Linked DNA regions of Mus musculus: region 2 is linked to region 1. The links are chromatin contacts, called in public Hi-C maps. All regions are on one chromosome and are shown on one strand. Each heading gives the region's core, a stretch centred on a gene start, on an enhancer-like site or on the middle of the called end of the contact. The rest is flanking DNA. Distances are from core to core; before and after follow the strand shown. Region 1 holds the start of Synpo2 (synaptopodin 2). Region 2 overlaps Sec24d (Sec24 related gene family, member D (S. cerevisiae)).

Evidence for each region. A called contact is a pair of places that touch in the nucleus more often than the background predicts.
Region 2: a contact with region 1 is called in a Hi-C map of uterus, with 5 times the contacts expected there. The contact joins the enhancer-like site here to the promoter of Synpo2 in region 1. A contact is called at or near these places in 18 of 39 promoter capture datasets (the 3T3-L1 cell line, 3T3-L1-derived adipocytes, the HPC-7 cell line and 14 more), 1 of 15 datasets of contacts at CTCF or cohesin (CD8 T cells), 59 of 484 Hi-C or Micro-C datasets (the AML12 cell line, the BV-2 cell line, CD4 T cells and 35 more), 12 of 115 datasets of contacts at active chromatin or transcription factors (PVALB interneurons, a beta-TC-6 cell line, bone marrow-derived dendritic cells and 8 more) and 5 of 9 other capture datasets (adipose tissue, embryonic stem cells, liver and 2 more).

What each region holds. Positions count from the first base shown.
Region 1 is chr3:123,234,124-123,237,824 of GRCm38.p6, forward strand. It overlaps Synpo2 (synaptopodin 2), which reads right to left and starts at 2,026. Exons shown (of 5, transcript NM_080451.2): 1 at 1,780-2,026. The coding sequence starts at 1,884.
Region 2 is chr3:123,306,424-123,310,124 of GRCm38.p6, forward strand. The region is part of intron 8 of Sec24d (Sec24 related gene family, member D (S. cerevisiae)); the gene reads left to right. Among named protein-coding and RNA genes, the nearest start is that of Sec24d, 41 kb to the left of the region's middle. Within about 2 kb of position 1,983, at least 7 of the 459 cell types and tissues checked have an H3K27ac peak or open chromatin away from gene starts, as enhancers often do. A contact at or near this core is called in pancreatic islet and uterus, where this site is marked.

The DNA.
Region 1 (3,701 bases), core at 776-3,275:
CATCCACTGTGCCTTCCCGGCTTGGCCATGGCAAATCCTGTGCAGAACCACAGCTCTCAGCCACCCCTGTCCCCACACTGCAGTCAGCGGGCGGGGGACCCTGAAGCACATGCTGTTAGGACTAGTGAGTGAGTGAGCAACGGTTTCTTCCTGGAGTTTCTCTTTCCCTATCCCAGGCAACATCTCCTCTTCCATGGCAACTGAGTCAGGGCTGGTGATTGACGAGCCTCAGGCCGAACTGCAAGTAGAACCCAAATCTCGGCTGACAGGGAGCCAACCAACCAGCTACGACTGAGCAAATCTGCCTTCGTCTCCTAGGCCGTGCAATGTGCTGAATCTGGCATTCACGTTTTATCTGCTGTTGGTTCCTGGCTCCTAAAGGATTCCAGCAGAGCTCCCTTCCAATCCTTTCATCTCTCTGCCCTCCCAAACAGGAGCTCGAGGTGAGGACACCATGTCCCAAAAGAACTAAAAGACCTGGGACGTCTGAGGAACTTTCTAGATCTAAGTGGCTTTCATCTTCCAGTTCTGTGCTCACAACTTCCATTTCTGCACCTCTCACTAGGTGGCAGGATTCAACTACCAAAGAAAGAATGTTCCAATAGATGCTCGAGAGCAGAAATTTTCAAAGAAACGTCGGTCTTCACAGGGAACATTTATGAAAGGGAAAAAAGAATATAGCTACAAAGGCGGTGACCCATGGGCTTCATAGAGGCCTAGATTCATTTTAGCTATAGCTATGCAACAAGAAAGTAACCTTTGATGCCTTCCAATACTGGCACAGAATTCTACAGTTCCATGTTAACATTTGATGAAAAGTTTTTTACTTTCTTGCTTTCTAACTTCATTTTAGCTGAATGCCAGTTCGAATCTAAATGAGATTATGGGTATTATGCTAAACTGAAAATCAATCTAATGTGACAAAGATAAACAACGTATTAAATAGCTATTAGGTGCACCAGAAAGCTGTAATTAATGCATTGTAAAGAATCTGTGAATACACTGACGAGACTCAGCAGGCTGTACTTATATAGTTTATGCATATATATATACATATATATGTACCCATACATACATACATAAATACATACTTACATATTTAAACATTAAAGAAGAATCCAGAAATTGGGGAAGGAGGGTACATAGGCAGAGTTGGAGGAAGGAAAAAGAGTGGAGGGAAATAATGTAATTATATTTTAATAAAATAAATTTTTTAAAAAATAATAAAGTATCTATGACTATCTTGAGCTCTTAGCCACATGAGTATAGTCAATGGAATATACAGTTCTTTAAATCCTTAAAAGGCTAGTCTCTTAAACAGATCTCATGACAGTTCTTTATACCTTAAAGATTATTGCCCCAAACTGGTCCTTTTACGCCTGTTGCACAATAAATGTCACTACCAATTATTTGTTAGAGCCCACCAAATGTCCATGCCCAGTGGTTACGGGGAGCTGAGGCCTGTCTCCTCTGTGGAGAGTCCAGCAACACATGAAGGAGAGAATGCTATGGAAGCAGCTTAAGGTTGCTGGCTGTCAGATGATAATTAACCAGCCTGTATTTCACATGATAGGATTAGCATTCCCTCCGTTGATTGATAGCTAATTATATGACATATGGTATACATTTTCCCACAAAAATTTTTTTTTAAAGCCACATTCTCGATAAGTTTACCAACAGCGCAGAAGACAAGCAAATGACCTGAAAGACCATCAACAGGTTGTTTTCATCCCCCTCCCCACCTTCCCCGCATCCAACAGCCTCTCTCGGTCCTCCTACCTTTGCAACTTGCAAAGGCTGCTGCTCCTCCTTGCCTCCTTGCAGTCTGAACCCCCAGGGCGCCCCTCCAGTCATGGAAATGCAGATGAAATCTCCGGTGCCCATCTTCTCCTTTCAGTTGGGCAGCATCAAGAGCTTGAGAAAGCCAGGGGAAGCCGCGGTGCAGGAGAGGACGCGTCTTAAGCTGGGCTGGTGGTGCAGAGGGTGCAGGACGCAAGGCTGCCCCGCTGCCGGCTGCGGGGAAAGTGCGCGGAGGCCGAGCCTCCCCACCGCCCTCCCAGCACCTGTACCGCCCTCTCTTGCGTCACGCTCTTTGCTCGGCCCACTTTTCAGCTAAAAGGACAGAGCCTCGCACTAAAAGAAAAATCCCTGTTTGGGACAGAATGGGGCCAATGGAGAGCGGGGAGGACAACATTGCTCTTGCTTTAGCAGATTCCGTGCCAGCACCTGAATAGAACCGAGATTTAATTATTCTATAAATAGTAGCCGGGCTGTGGGAGTTTTAACCTCCACAAGTAAGCAGCTAAAACGTAAGCTCTCTCATTACTAGAGAGTTAGACTTTCTCAAAGAAACACTTCTATGTTTGCCACATTGATGAATGAGAAAGAAAAGATAAAACAAGTTTCGTTGCTGTTCTACCTGCTGCCCGAAGAAAGCAACCCTTTAAGGGGTGGGGGGAATAAAACAAGAGCATTTTTGAAAATGTTTTCTGAAATTGTGCTTTTCTGAACTAACATATGTTTAGAGGAGGAGAAGGAGGGCCTTCCACAGTAAACTATCTCCTAATAACTTTCTATCGCAAGGTTTAAGATGTTTTCGATTTTGCTGGTATTGTCTGAGAATGCATGCATACCATGTGTTTAGATCCAATCCATGTCCTGGCCCCTTTCCACCCCATCCTTCCCCTCTTCCCACTGCTACAACTCCCTTCCAGTTTCATGTGCTCATTTGTTAGACGACGGAGTCCTCTTGGTGTCACCAATCTATGTGGGTGAAGGATAATCTAGTGGTAGCCTCAGTGTCACAGCCCCTGAGGAAAACTGGCTCTCCCTCTCCTAACCGCCTTCAGCTGCCCAAGCTCCAGCCCCTCTTCCCCCCATACAAAGATAATCAACGTGATGCCTAAACATTTGTGCAGTCACCGTGACATGTGCTACAAGATTTCTGTCAGAGGATTCCTCGTTACCTACTGACCCACTAAGGCCTGGTGGGCCTGGAATATTTATGCCTTCCCAAGGCACATTATCGAAATGCCATCTGAGCAGGTGCTGACAGAGCTCTGGCGTTCCAGTGGGAGGGGCGGGGCAGCAGAACCAGCAGTGAGAGAGGATGTCCTCAGCCCTCCCTCTGAGGCATTTTCCACTCTGTTTACTAAAAAAAACCTCTCTGTTCTGAGGCTGAAGGTGGTATGTGGAGGCACTGCTGCTCCTGGCTGTCTACATTCCCTCAGGAGGATCACAGAACAGGGGACATGCACACCAGCGACAACTGTTGGTGCGCAGAGCTCAGAGTTGCTGCCTTTCTCAGTCTTGGAGCACTTGGGCATGCCTCACTGCTGGGGCTGCTAACACCAGGCAAAGATCACAGACTGCTGGACTTTTGCAGCAAACACATTTCACAGTGCTAGAGGGGTTACAGCTCAAATGTCTTGTGTTTGAACACTTGGTCTGGTGGCACCACTTTTGGAGACTGTGGAATCATTGTGACTGTGTCTAACCTAGCACAGGTGGGTCACCAAGGGTGGGCCTTAAAGGGCCATGTCCACTTCTGGCTCTGGCCAAAACTTTCTGCTTCATATCTGCTTCAGCATCTGAGGGGCATGGGCCATGCTTTCCTGCTGCTATGATAGACTGTATCCCTAAACCTGTAACCAGAATAAGCCTTTCCTCCTTTAGGTTGCTTCTGTCAAATACTTTGTCAC
Region 2 (3,701 bases), core at 733-3,232, 72 kb after region 1:
CTTATGTGTAAAATCCGTGGTTGTAGGTTGCTGCTACTCTTAATCGAGCGTTAGGTTGCTGAAGTACTCGATCATGATATCTGGACGGACAGAATTCTGTTCCTCACGGCAACCATTCCTTTTATAAATGTCCTCAGTGATGGCTACTCAGACGCTCAGGGAGGGAAGGCCCATAGCAAAGAAAGTCTCAGCTCAGTGAGGCTTTGATGTGGCCGCTCACAGGAGCGCAGCCCCTTAGTGCAGCCGTTCTATTCCAGTAGCTGTGCTTCAAGTTAGAGTTCCCACTCCCGCTCCAAGGACCCTGAGCCTCGGGTCTAGGGATTCGTAGAAGGAGGCTGATCTATTATAAGGAGCAACATCTACAGAGTGGGGAGATCCTTTGCTGGAGAGAACGGATTCTCTTTCCAAGGGAGAGGAAGAGGTGAGGAGGAGAGGTGGGGGAGGAGGGTGCTCATCTGAGGGGAAGAAGAAAGATGGCGCCTGTGACTCCCGTGGCTCCATGCAGTGCTACACAAGCCTTTAAAACTTCATTAAAAAGTATTTCATATTCATGAGTTTTTGGTCTGTGTACAAGTATTCAAGGAGGTCAGAAGAGGTTGTTTTTATCCCCTGTGATAAAATTCAGATGGTTGTGTGTTGCTATGTGTGTGGGGAATAGAACCCTGGTCCTCTGCAAGAGCAGTCAGTGCTCTTAACCACCGAGCCATCTCTCCAGCTCCATCAACTTAAGGAGGATAACATAGGCCTGTGTGTACTGACGAGGAGATCCTGCTGTGTACAACAGAGGGAGCTTCATTAAAGTCTGTCGTAGCTATTCCCAACAACCCATGGAAGGGAGGAAAGAAGAGAAAAGTGTGATAGTTTCATGTCATCATGTAAATGCTCCTAATGGTGGTTGTCTGTCACATGTCTATCTTTATTTATTTATTTATTTATTTATTTATTTATTTTGGAAGTGTCTTAAGGTGAATTGTCAATGTCCAATATGCTTCACTCATCACACATTATTAACTAATGTCCACGATCTGCTTACTGAGACAGAGTTAGTTTATGAACGTACATCCTTTTGTGGTCTGCTGATCAAACCCAAGATCTCATGCTCTTTAAGAAGTGGATGTCTTCGCATGGGGGTCAGCGAGTAGAATGTGGTGGTTTGAACACAAATGCCCTCCGTTGGATGATGCGTAAGAGTGCTTGGTCCCCACTTGATGTACTGTTTGGAAAGGATTAGGTAATGTGGCCTTGTTGGAGGAGATGCAGCCTTCGGAGTAGATGTGTCACTGGGAGTGGCCTTTAAGGTTTCACAAGCTTACACCAGGCCCAGTGTGTCTCTGTCTCTGTCTCTCTCTGTCTTTCTGTCTCTCTGTCTCTCTGTCTCTCTCTGTCTCTGTCTCTCTCTCTCTCTCTCTGTCTCTGTCTGTCTGTCTGTCTGTCTGTCTGTCTCTCTCTCTCTCTCTCTCTTGCCTGCTGCCTGAAGATCAAGATGTAAACTCTCAGCTACAGCTACAGCTATAGAGACATGCATGTCTACTCCCTACTATGATGATAATATAACTAACCTTCTGACATTGTAAGCGAGCCCCCAATTAAATGATTTCCTTTAAAAACAAAAACAAAAACAAAATGAAAAGAAATGCATGAGTTAAAGCCAGCGTTAATTACATTTCAGCAAATCCGTATACCTGTGTAACCTCAGTGCCTACCAAAATGTAACCTATCATGGTTCCTCTAGAGAAAGAAGCCCCTCACGGCCACTCAGCCGTTCCCACCCGTCACACCACCTCCCTTCTTAGGTATCCACGGTTCCGACGTTTTCTATGGCAGACTTGAATTTCTCACCCAGTGCCTTCTATGGCTAAGGTTACAGAGGATAGAAATGCTGTGAAAGCGTTTTCTCTCGCGCGACACAGTGAGGTTCACGGATCAGCAGCCTTTCTTTTTGTTTCTGAGAAGTGTTTTGTTGTACAGATATGGCAGTCTGCTTACGCAGGATTTTATTGGTAGACATCTGGGCTTTCTCTACCTCATTAATAAAAGTGCTGTGAATATGTTGTACAACTCTCTCCGTGAACAGACGCTCATTTTTCTTAAGCTAACATCCACGAATACACCTCAGCCTCCCGAGGTGATACTCAGTGGATTTAAAAGAAGCTCACTGACCGATCCTTTTGCTCACCTTGCATTAACATTGCCAGGGGCTGCCCGAGGGTCAGTGATGTCTTTGTTTTAATGCTAGCAATCAGGATGAGTATGTGGTAGACTCTATGAGGTAGTCTTTATTTCAAGGTTTTTGATTTGAGCAAAATTTAATTTAATTTTAAAATTGTACACTGACTATTATGCTGCTCATATACACGTCATTAATAATTATTAATATTTGTTATATTGTGATTTTAAGGGAATGAACACATCCTAGGTATATGTAATTTCCACTTTCCTGAAACCCATTCGTTGCTCCTCCTCTTTTCTCTAGGGACAAACATGGGTACACTTGATGTTTGTCCTCACCTTAGGACACTATGCAGCATTATTCTTCACGTAGCTGAGATGATGACATTTGAATTATAAAGTGTGAATGAGTGGTCACAGGGAAGGAGCCTCTTCGCTTCCCTTGCTGCCGTCCCACCACCGCTTTTCAGACAGCTCTTACCTATTTTATTTTTTTGAGATTCCTTTTACACATACAATATACATACTTCTAAAATATACATATAAGTATGTGAATTCACCCCTTGACTAAGTCAGTATGTAAATTACTATATTAGTGCTGGCACAGCTGTGCCCTGCTCTCAGCATTTCAGTTTTTTTCATTAGTGTGTTGTGCCCTGGTCCCATGCTGCTGTTTGCAGAGCTGCCTCACCCTTCACAGCAGGGAGGCGCACAGGTAGGAAGAGAAACATTGTTACCACCGTTAAGGCTTAGGAAGAGAAACATCCTAGCCGCTGTGTGTGCCAGTTTGAGACTAGGGCTGATTCTAAAACCCGCTGAACTTTTGCAGCTCGAGTCCTGCTGTTGAGCAGCTGTGGTCTCATAAATGAGCCCGGAAGAAGTGAATTATCTCCTCCTTGGGGTGGGGAGATGAAGATGGACTTTTCCTGCCTTGCCTTTGATACCTATAACTTTCATAATCAAGAGAAGATGAGTTTATATCTTAAAAGCTACCCTAAGAATATGCAAAATAAGAAGTTCTGTCGTGTTTCCTGGACATGGGATTTCGGCCCCTGACAGTGTCCTTGTTGGGTATCCTGTGCCCACTGCAGTGAATTTGCCTGATTTTTAACAAGGCATGAGTAAAACTACTCTTAGTCTCCTCCCGAGATAGCTAACTTGGATCAAACTGATTTAAGTCTGAATATGTGCTTTTTGTGTTTTAAGTCACTAGTTTTAATAGAACGCTATCCACCCTCAAGGCTTTTGTGCCAACTTGAGCTCCAGGAAAGTCTCTGAGCTCCAGACGCCAACAGGAGGTGACGTTGCGCTGATTGCTGACTTTCAGAATCTGACCTGGGGAGAAGCTGCACTTGAGAATGAAAATATATTCTTTCAGTATTTGTAGGCAGTGGACACTGAGCCGCTAGCTGCTAGCTGGATGTGTCCCACGGCGCTATCCTCTCCATGCAGGCTCGTTCTGCCAGGAGCTCTGCCCTTTTCCTCAGAGCATCAGAAGATCACTTTGAGTGGACAGATGGGAGGGATACACG